Linked DNA regions of Hordeum vulgare: region 1 is linked to region 2. A link is a contact called in public Hi-C data. All regions are on one chromosome and are shown on one strand. Each heading gives the region's core, a stretch centred on a gene start, on an enhancer-like site or on the middle of the called end of the contact. The rest is flanking DNA. Distances are from core to core; before and after follow the strand shown. Region 1 holds the start of LOC123409698 (PHD finger protein EHD3-like). Region 2 holds the start of LOC123410266 (F-box protein At5g39450).

Evidence for each region. Hi-C and Micro-C count contacts between places; a contact is called where the count stands out from the background.
Region 1: a Hi-C map of leaf shows a contact between it and region 2, with 5 times the contacts expected there. The contact joins the promoter of LOC123409698 here to the promoter of LOC123410266 in region 2. A contact is called at or near these places in 4 of 6 Hi-C or Micro-C datasets (leaf and seedling).

Annotation. Positions count from the first base shown.
Region 1 is chr7H:441,101,401-441,104,941 of MorexV3_pseudomolecules_assembly, reverse strand. It overlaps LOC123409698 (PHD finger protein EHD3-like), which reads right to left and starts at 1,814. Exons shown (of 6, transcript XM_045102561.1): 1 at 1,674-1,814; 2 at 1,196-1,387; 3 at 773-1,084; 4 at 3-92. The coding sequence starts at 1,814.
Region 2 is chr7H:440,939,212-440,943,180 of MorexV3_pseudomolecules_assembly, reverse strand. LOC123410266 (F-box protein At5g39450) reads right to left here and starts at 2,238. Exons shown (of 2, transcript XM_045103176.1): 1 at 472-2,238. The coding sequence starts at 2,123.

The DNA.
Region 1 (3,541 bases), core at 565-3,064, 160 kb before region 2:
ACTTGCTTCTGATAGGAAGCTCGTGAAATGATTGGAAGATTGCTGGCTAGACTTGTCATCTCTCGGCCAACTTGTTCAAACTTCTCCCATATCTATATCATGCACAAATATACATACATATTAAAGTATTATTTGCCTGAATGTTTCATGAAATACTTATAGCAAGCAAAAGAAAGGGATGAAAAGTTGAAAAGACCAAAAATAAGAAGAGCAGCACACGTCTTCTCAGAGGGGTAGGAGGTGGTGCACTAAGGTCTACACAGCTACACCGAATCTAACCATTAGTTGATTTTACCCCAACACATTAAAGTTGTTTTTCGCTATCTGTCCATTTTAGTAACCGAAAGGAGGAAAATAAAACTTCCTCACTTGGATTGATGCTCCAGCATTGAGCTGCACATGCAGAAGAATGATTCGACAATTTACGTGTGCTCGCAGATGCCATGGTGAAAATACAGGGACCATTTGAGACACTACAGTATATAAAAGGCCTGTTCTAGGCTGCCAAGCAGAAGTGATGCTGACGTGTCTCTATTTGAAATCATAAAACACAGTAATAATCATAGTTAAAGAAGGCACACTTAGGCTCTAGGCGATAAGAAAACGACTAGCGCTGAAATACGCTTAATCTGCGCATAAGCATGCGCCTTGGTTATAAAAGTGCAATGCGATGACAAAACGCACACACAATTAACACCTAGAGCTTTTTTGAACTATTGTAATAATCAAGAACGCGGCTACTTTTTCCAATGAATGATTGAGAAGCAGTTACCTGCTGGATGTGGTCGTTGAACAGAGCCGGGTTCCGTGCATAGTTTCCATTTCTCATGTTGGTGTCAATTTTCCCCAAATCAATGACCTCATGAACCTTACTCACATGGAAAGTTCCAACTAGCAAATCACACAACAAGGCAAACTTCTCCGAGACAAAAATGTCAAGGAGAGCATTATTGCACATTGCTGTGTTGGCATCCAAAGATGCTGCAGTTGCATCTTTTAATGCAATAGAGGAGCTAATCTCTTTAGCACCTGCTACTCCAGCAGGATGCTCTTCTGACGCTCCTTGGCCTTTATTTAGGTCACCCTGGTAATCACAGAGAAATTCAGTATCAGGGGAAATTCCTATCATAGACATTATACACTAGGTTGCTTCTTCTATGAGATATATGTTCTGAACAAGAACATCATTACTGACTTTTTGCACTGATTGACAGCAATTGTATCTGAGCGCATCTTGTATGCAGCTCTGAATCCCCCCACCCTTATTTACACCTGGGGATTGCAGGAAACCCTCCAACGTGTCCCTCCAAGTAATCCAATGTCTGGGCAGCATGTGGTGGCCATCTTGCCCGGAACTGCCGCTACAGGGGACGATGGTGGCACAAGGCTGCAGACAGAGCAAGCAAAGGAAAAGCAGTGAGCACAGATTTCAGTTATGTAGAATATCTGCAGAGGAAAAGATATTTCGTCTATTGGGTACAGAATTGCTAGGCAGCGGCAAGATTCATAGCATTGGAAGAACCTAGTGTGCAAATCTAGGCGCTTCAAAATGAAATCTTGGCCGGCCGGTGGCACAAAAGAGCAAAGACAGCCAAATATTCCAACTGCAACGGCAAGAAAGGGGTCTGGGGAAGAAGAAAGAAGACGACCAGGCTAGGGATTGCAATGCTTACCGCTCCGGGGTCGGAGGTGGCGCCGCAGGCGGCCGTGCGGCGGCGCTTGTAGGTGACGAGGACCTCGGGCGACGGCTGCTCCCCCGGGGCAGGGCGCTTGGGAGAGGCCAGCGGCGGGGCGGCGGCGTCCTGGGAGGTCATATTCCGGCACGGCGGCCGCAGCACATGCCCAGCAAAGAGCGCGCACGTGGCCGGAACCGGGAGCGAAGCCTCGGAGGGGTGAGAGGGAGCGAGTTTCTAGGGTTTCCGGCGGGGGGTTACGGAGGAGGATTTGGGTTGGGATCTCCCGGTGAGGGGGAGGGGAGGGGAGGGGAGCAGCAGAGCAAAGCAGAGAGGAGAGGGGAGCGGGACAAGGTGAGAGATGAGTTTTGGGAAGAGGAAAAACGGAAAAGGGAAAGCCAGACGGACGGACTGTTGGTGTTGGGCCTTCTATCTGGGAAGGGACGGCTATCTATACTGCCCCCTCCGAGTCAGCTTTGGACATGGGCAATTCGGCATGGCCTCTCTGATTTGTATCTGCTCCGTTGCCGGTGCGGGCTGCATCCCCTCGGAGGTGGATGGCAGCGCAGTGGGGCGGAGATCGGAGGTGGCCGGCGGTGGGGCGGAGTACAGGTGCGACTGCAGAGGGGCAGGGGGGGACTGGAGGTGGAGGTCCTGGATGGTCGGTGGAGTGAAGAGGAGCGGGCGGTGGTCGGCGGAGAGGAGTGAGGGCGGAGGAGAAGGAAGACCGGCTGTCAATGGAGCAGCCGCGGGGCCGGGCAGGGTCGTCGCGGCGGGAGGCGGCCGGCGTACGACGGTACGAGTAGTGGTGGAGGAACGGCGGCGACCGGTGGAAGAGACACGGGGCAGGGTTGCTCGCGATTGAAGAGGGCGGTGGCAGGAAGGACGGCTCCGGCGGCGGCGGCGGCGGCGGCGGCGGCGGCGTCGTGCTCGTGCGCGGAAGAGAGGGGATTCGAGCGAAGAGATGCGAGAAAACCAGACACGACCGATGGTGCTGTTTAGTGGCTATGGTTTAGAGCATCTCCAACGCACCCGCGGCAGCACAGGGCTTTAAATTTTATTTACAGCGCCGAAATAGCTAATAACACGACGCGCTTTAAATTTTATTTACAGCACCGAAATAGCTATAACACGACGCGTTAAGATTTTAAAAACTGCTTCAAAACAGGCGGATGCACGCAGCTCAGGCCCTGTTTGTTTCATAAGTCCTATGATTTTTTTAAGTCCCAACTTATAAGTCATAAGTCTCTACCTGTTTGTTTACAAGGACTTATAAGTCCCGAATCCCTACCTGTTTGTTTACAGGGACTTATAAGTCCATGTTGTAGAAAACGAGACGGCGGGGGGACGAACCGAGTGGCGACGGGGCGGCGGCCGGGTGGCGACGGGGCGGGGCGGCGACGGGGCGGGGGCGGCGACGGGGCGGGGCGGCGATTGGGCGGCGACGGGGCGGCCCGGGCGGTGACGGGGCGGGCAGGGACGGGACGGGCGGCCGGCAGCGATTGGGGCGGTGCGAGCGACGAGGGGCAGGGCGGCGGCCACTGGATCGACTTCCGCGGGCCTAACCAGCAATAAGTCCCAATAAGCTCCTACTAGAGACTCTTATTTGATAAGTCCCAAATAACCATAATAAGTCCCAATAAGTCCCTTGTGTTTGGTTTAGGTGGGACTTGGACTTTTTTAAGTCCCAAAACCAATAAGTCCCTGAAAACAAACACCCTCTCAATCGACAGCCGCGTCGCGCGAGGAACATGCGTTTAGTGGGGCCAACAACCGCTTATCCCTTTTTCTATCTCCAGCCGAAGCATCTCCTCCACTTATTTTGTATTCAAATCACTCTCTCATCTCCCACTCTCTCGTTTCACATC
Region 2 (3,969 bases), core at 989-3,488:
TGTAGTGCGTGTACGTGTTCAGAAGTATAGTAATGGTGAGCTCTAAATTGGTAGCTAGATCGACCAGCAGTGACAACTTAAAATTCAAATACAGCAAAAACATATTGAAACTTGTCAGGTTCAAAAGATTTAGTCACAACTCTGTTAATTTTGATGGTGTTGGGCTGTTGGCTGTTCGGAGCACAGGGTTGTCCACACCACTAATATGGAAATTCGCCCGAATAAAAAAAATTAGGCTAATGTTTAGGCTTAACTCCATACATCATGTTTGTTTTGGGACATGGTTGTGCAAGGAACTGATATGAAATGGGTGACCTTAGATGGTTTAACACAACTGATAAGAGCTCATTTGCTACCAGTTTCAATTTGGTACATGTCACAAGAGATTTTGTCGGTTCTCTCGAAGTGGATTAACCAGCAATTGAAGTCTGGAATCTGTAATCAACTATGACAGCAGAAAATGCACAGTACCTGGGAGAAGATGAGCAGCTGGAACTTCCATGGATAGCAACAAACACATTGGAGTAAGACTTTGTGAGATACGCAAAGTTTGGTATCGGTGGCAATGTGGGCACACGCTCCCCTGTCCTCAGCAGCTCCTCCAAGTTGAGCCTTTGCAAGGTGAGCACAGACTTGTTGTCTCTCCAAACAAAGGCGAGTCGGCCATCCCGGAGAACAAACAGTGACCCAGGCTTTGAGCCAGGGTACCTGAACCCATACCCAGTAGCAATGCCCTCTCCAGCAAAGCTTCTCTTAATGCTAACACTGCGGGAATCCTCGTCGGTCGGCCATGGAAATGCCTCTGTTGAGGATTCACCCACCCGCACCACAAACATGGACGAGCCATTGGGATGGACGACATAGTGCGTGCCCTCCAACACCTTGGTTGCAATCAGAAGAAGCTTCCCCTCGCTGTCTTCCTCGTATGAGAGGAGCAGGAAGAAGAGAGCTTTCCCTGGTTTGCGCTCGTCGTCTGGCCGCCCCGGTGGCCACCCGAATGTGCCTCGCCACAGCCCGGCATATTCCCGACCGGGCATGGGCACCTGCGCCGTCAACTTGTAGAGCGCAAACCGGTTGTCGTGCATGCTCGGCCACGCACGGTAGGTCGACAGCCGCAGCCGCGCGCCCCGGAGGCTCAGGCCGGTGCTCTCACTAGCGCGCAAGAACTCGTCCAATGACGGATGCTTGCTGTCCGCGTACTCCGACCTCGAATTGGCTGATGCAGAGCGCGTCACCATCTGCCGCAGCCCGTTCCTGACGTACCCAGCCATCGCAGAGAGACTCCTCCGCAGCCGCACCCTCTCACCGGCGCTGTCCACCGGCAGCGACGGCGGCATCTTCTTGGCCCCCAGCAGCGCCTCGAGCTCCGCCCTGCGCACCATGCCCCCTCTGGACTCAATGTGCAGACGCAGCATCGCCTCACGACGGGCGGCGAGCATCGGCAGGTCCTCATCGGAGCGTGCAAAGAGCGGGGCCGCGGCGAGCTCCGGCGGGAGCGTGACGCGACACGAGGCCACGAGAGCGTCGAGCAGGCGGCGGCGGTTGCCGAAGGAGAGGCGGGAGAACTGCGACGAAGGGTCGGAGGAGACAGGCGCGTGCGCCTCGAGGAGAAGTGTGTTGGCGTGGGGGTTGACGGAGGCGAGGAGGCCGGGGAAGAGGAAGCCGGGGTGGTGGCCGTGGAGGAAGAGGAGCGCGGGGCGTCCGTCGGCGTCGGCGAGGATTTCGAAGACGGGGGCCCAGAGGAGGCGCGGGGAGAGCTCCTGGGGGATGGCGCGGACGGCGACGAGGGAAAAGAAGCCCGGGAGCGCGGCGACGAGGTTGCCGAGCTCGGGGTTCTGGTGCGCCCAGAGGCCTTGAAGCGGGGACACGGAGTGGAGGAAGCGGCAGACGGTGAGGGAGGAGCCCCCGGCGGCGGCCCGCCAGGCGAGGAGGTTGGACGGGGAGGAGGGGAGGAGGCGGCGGCACTGGGCGAGCCACGACTTGTCGGAGGCGGAGAGGGCGGCGTGGAGGCGGCGCGAGGCGGCGGAGAGCGCGAGGAGGTCGCGGGGACGGAGGTGGGCGGAGATCAGGGCGAGGACGTCGTCCGGCACCGAGAGGATGAGCTCGGCGCCGTCGACGGCCATCGGGATCGGGCGGTTTCGTGCGGTCGTGTGTGTGGTCTGGGTGTGGCGTCTGCTTCTTTTTGCCTTTTCTTTTCTCCACCTCTGATAAAAAGCGGATCTTTTCCCCCCACCTAGAAAGAAGAAGAGTGGAGACCGACGACTAGGTAAGTAGGTCGTTCGTCACACGCATTTTTCCAACTGTGGAAATATATCCCTTTTCGGCATTTCGTTCTCAGGCCACACCTTCACTCGTCACTATGCCAAAATATCTCAGCATGCAACTTTCCGGGGGATTTCGTGTTTATCGCCCAACTTGTTTTCCTTTTTTTGTGTGTGGAGACAAGAATAATGTGGTAATAAAATCTGTAATAAGGTACTCCCTCCGTTTCTATATAATTGTAGTCGAAAAAAATTAGTCTAGTTCTCCTTAAATACAATTATTTAGAAACGAAGGTAGTACAATTTTACAAAGAAAAAGGTAATGTCTTCTTATGAAGAAAAAAGTATGATTTTTTAACCGTCCACAACAATACAACAATAAGGTTTGTCTGGGACAAAAATAACGTGGTAATAAAATCTGCAATGCAATGAGCTCACGTGTGGAATGGATCCCCTAGCGACAGATAAGGTTTAATATCCTCGCGGTGACTCCCTTGACGTGAGTCTACCCATCATGGCCCTTCCAATCACCATCTCCTTGCTCTCCTGTGGTTGCGTGAAGTCCCAGAATTTTCGTAGATCGGTTCCTTGAATTTATGTGGTTCCATAAATCCTGTGGACCCATTCCCTTAACTCACGTGGATCTGATGTTGTGGCACCCGGCTCAGAGCAACCGATTTGGCTTGCATTATCAGTCCAGAGATCAAATTTTCTGGCAACACATAACAATTTGGTATAGAAAACAATCGCTTTATTAGTCTCTTGCGGATACAAATGTTCGAATATTACATGATAAGTGAAGCCAAATAAACACACAGTGCGGTTGCACTTATGTATATTATTTAGTAGACAACTCAGGGACCTCGATGCAAAAAAAAAACTACTACACGGAAACGGAACAACGAATTAGTGGAACTCCACTTCACCGGGACACTACTGGGACACGGTCCTAGATTGCGTCAAACCGATCGACATCAATGTCTTGCACGGCCTCTCCTGCATGTCGCATGATAAGCCAGGTGAGTACTTTGAATGTACTTGCAAGCTCACAACAAACAAAGCAAATATGACAAACAATAACAAGGCATTTAACACGTTAATGCATGAGTATGAACATGATACTATCATACATGAGGTGCGTGTGGACTTGATCACGGTCCCTCGGATAAACTTACTATCTCGGGACTCTACCTTGTAACCACCATCAACATTTTACCATCGTGATCCTCGAACGATCACCATGTGCCATCTCGGATTTATAAAGTGTGTCGGTTATTCATTACCGATTTACTGTTGACCCATAGTGTAACCTACCACGAATTGTGTCCATATGCGAGGACACAGCTATCGATAGTTTATACACTCTGCAGAGGTTAGTACAATGTACCCACACCATGGAACTCGTGGCCACGTGCTCCCATTCGGATGGACCAATAACATTCCGACAAAATCAATCTATTACATGACACTCTCCCAGCCACTCCGACAAACTCCCCTTTGGGCTATGCCATGGGTGGCCCCGATGTCAACTGAGGGATCGATAGAAGATGTGTCTAGAGGAGGTGAATAGACTACTTGTCACGATAAAATTCCTAGCCTAACCCAATTTCAAGAAAGGCAAAAATCTAGCAGTTATAACAAGTCTAGTGCACCCTACACATGCTAGTCAACATATATAGCAACGGAAAAGTAAAGACTTTGCACATGT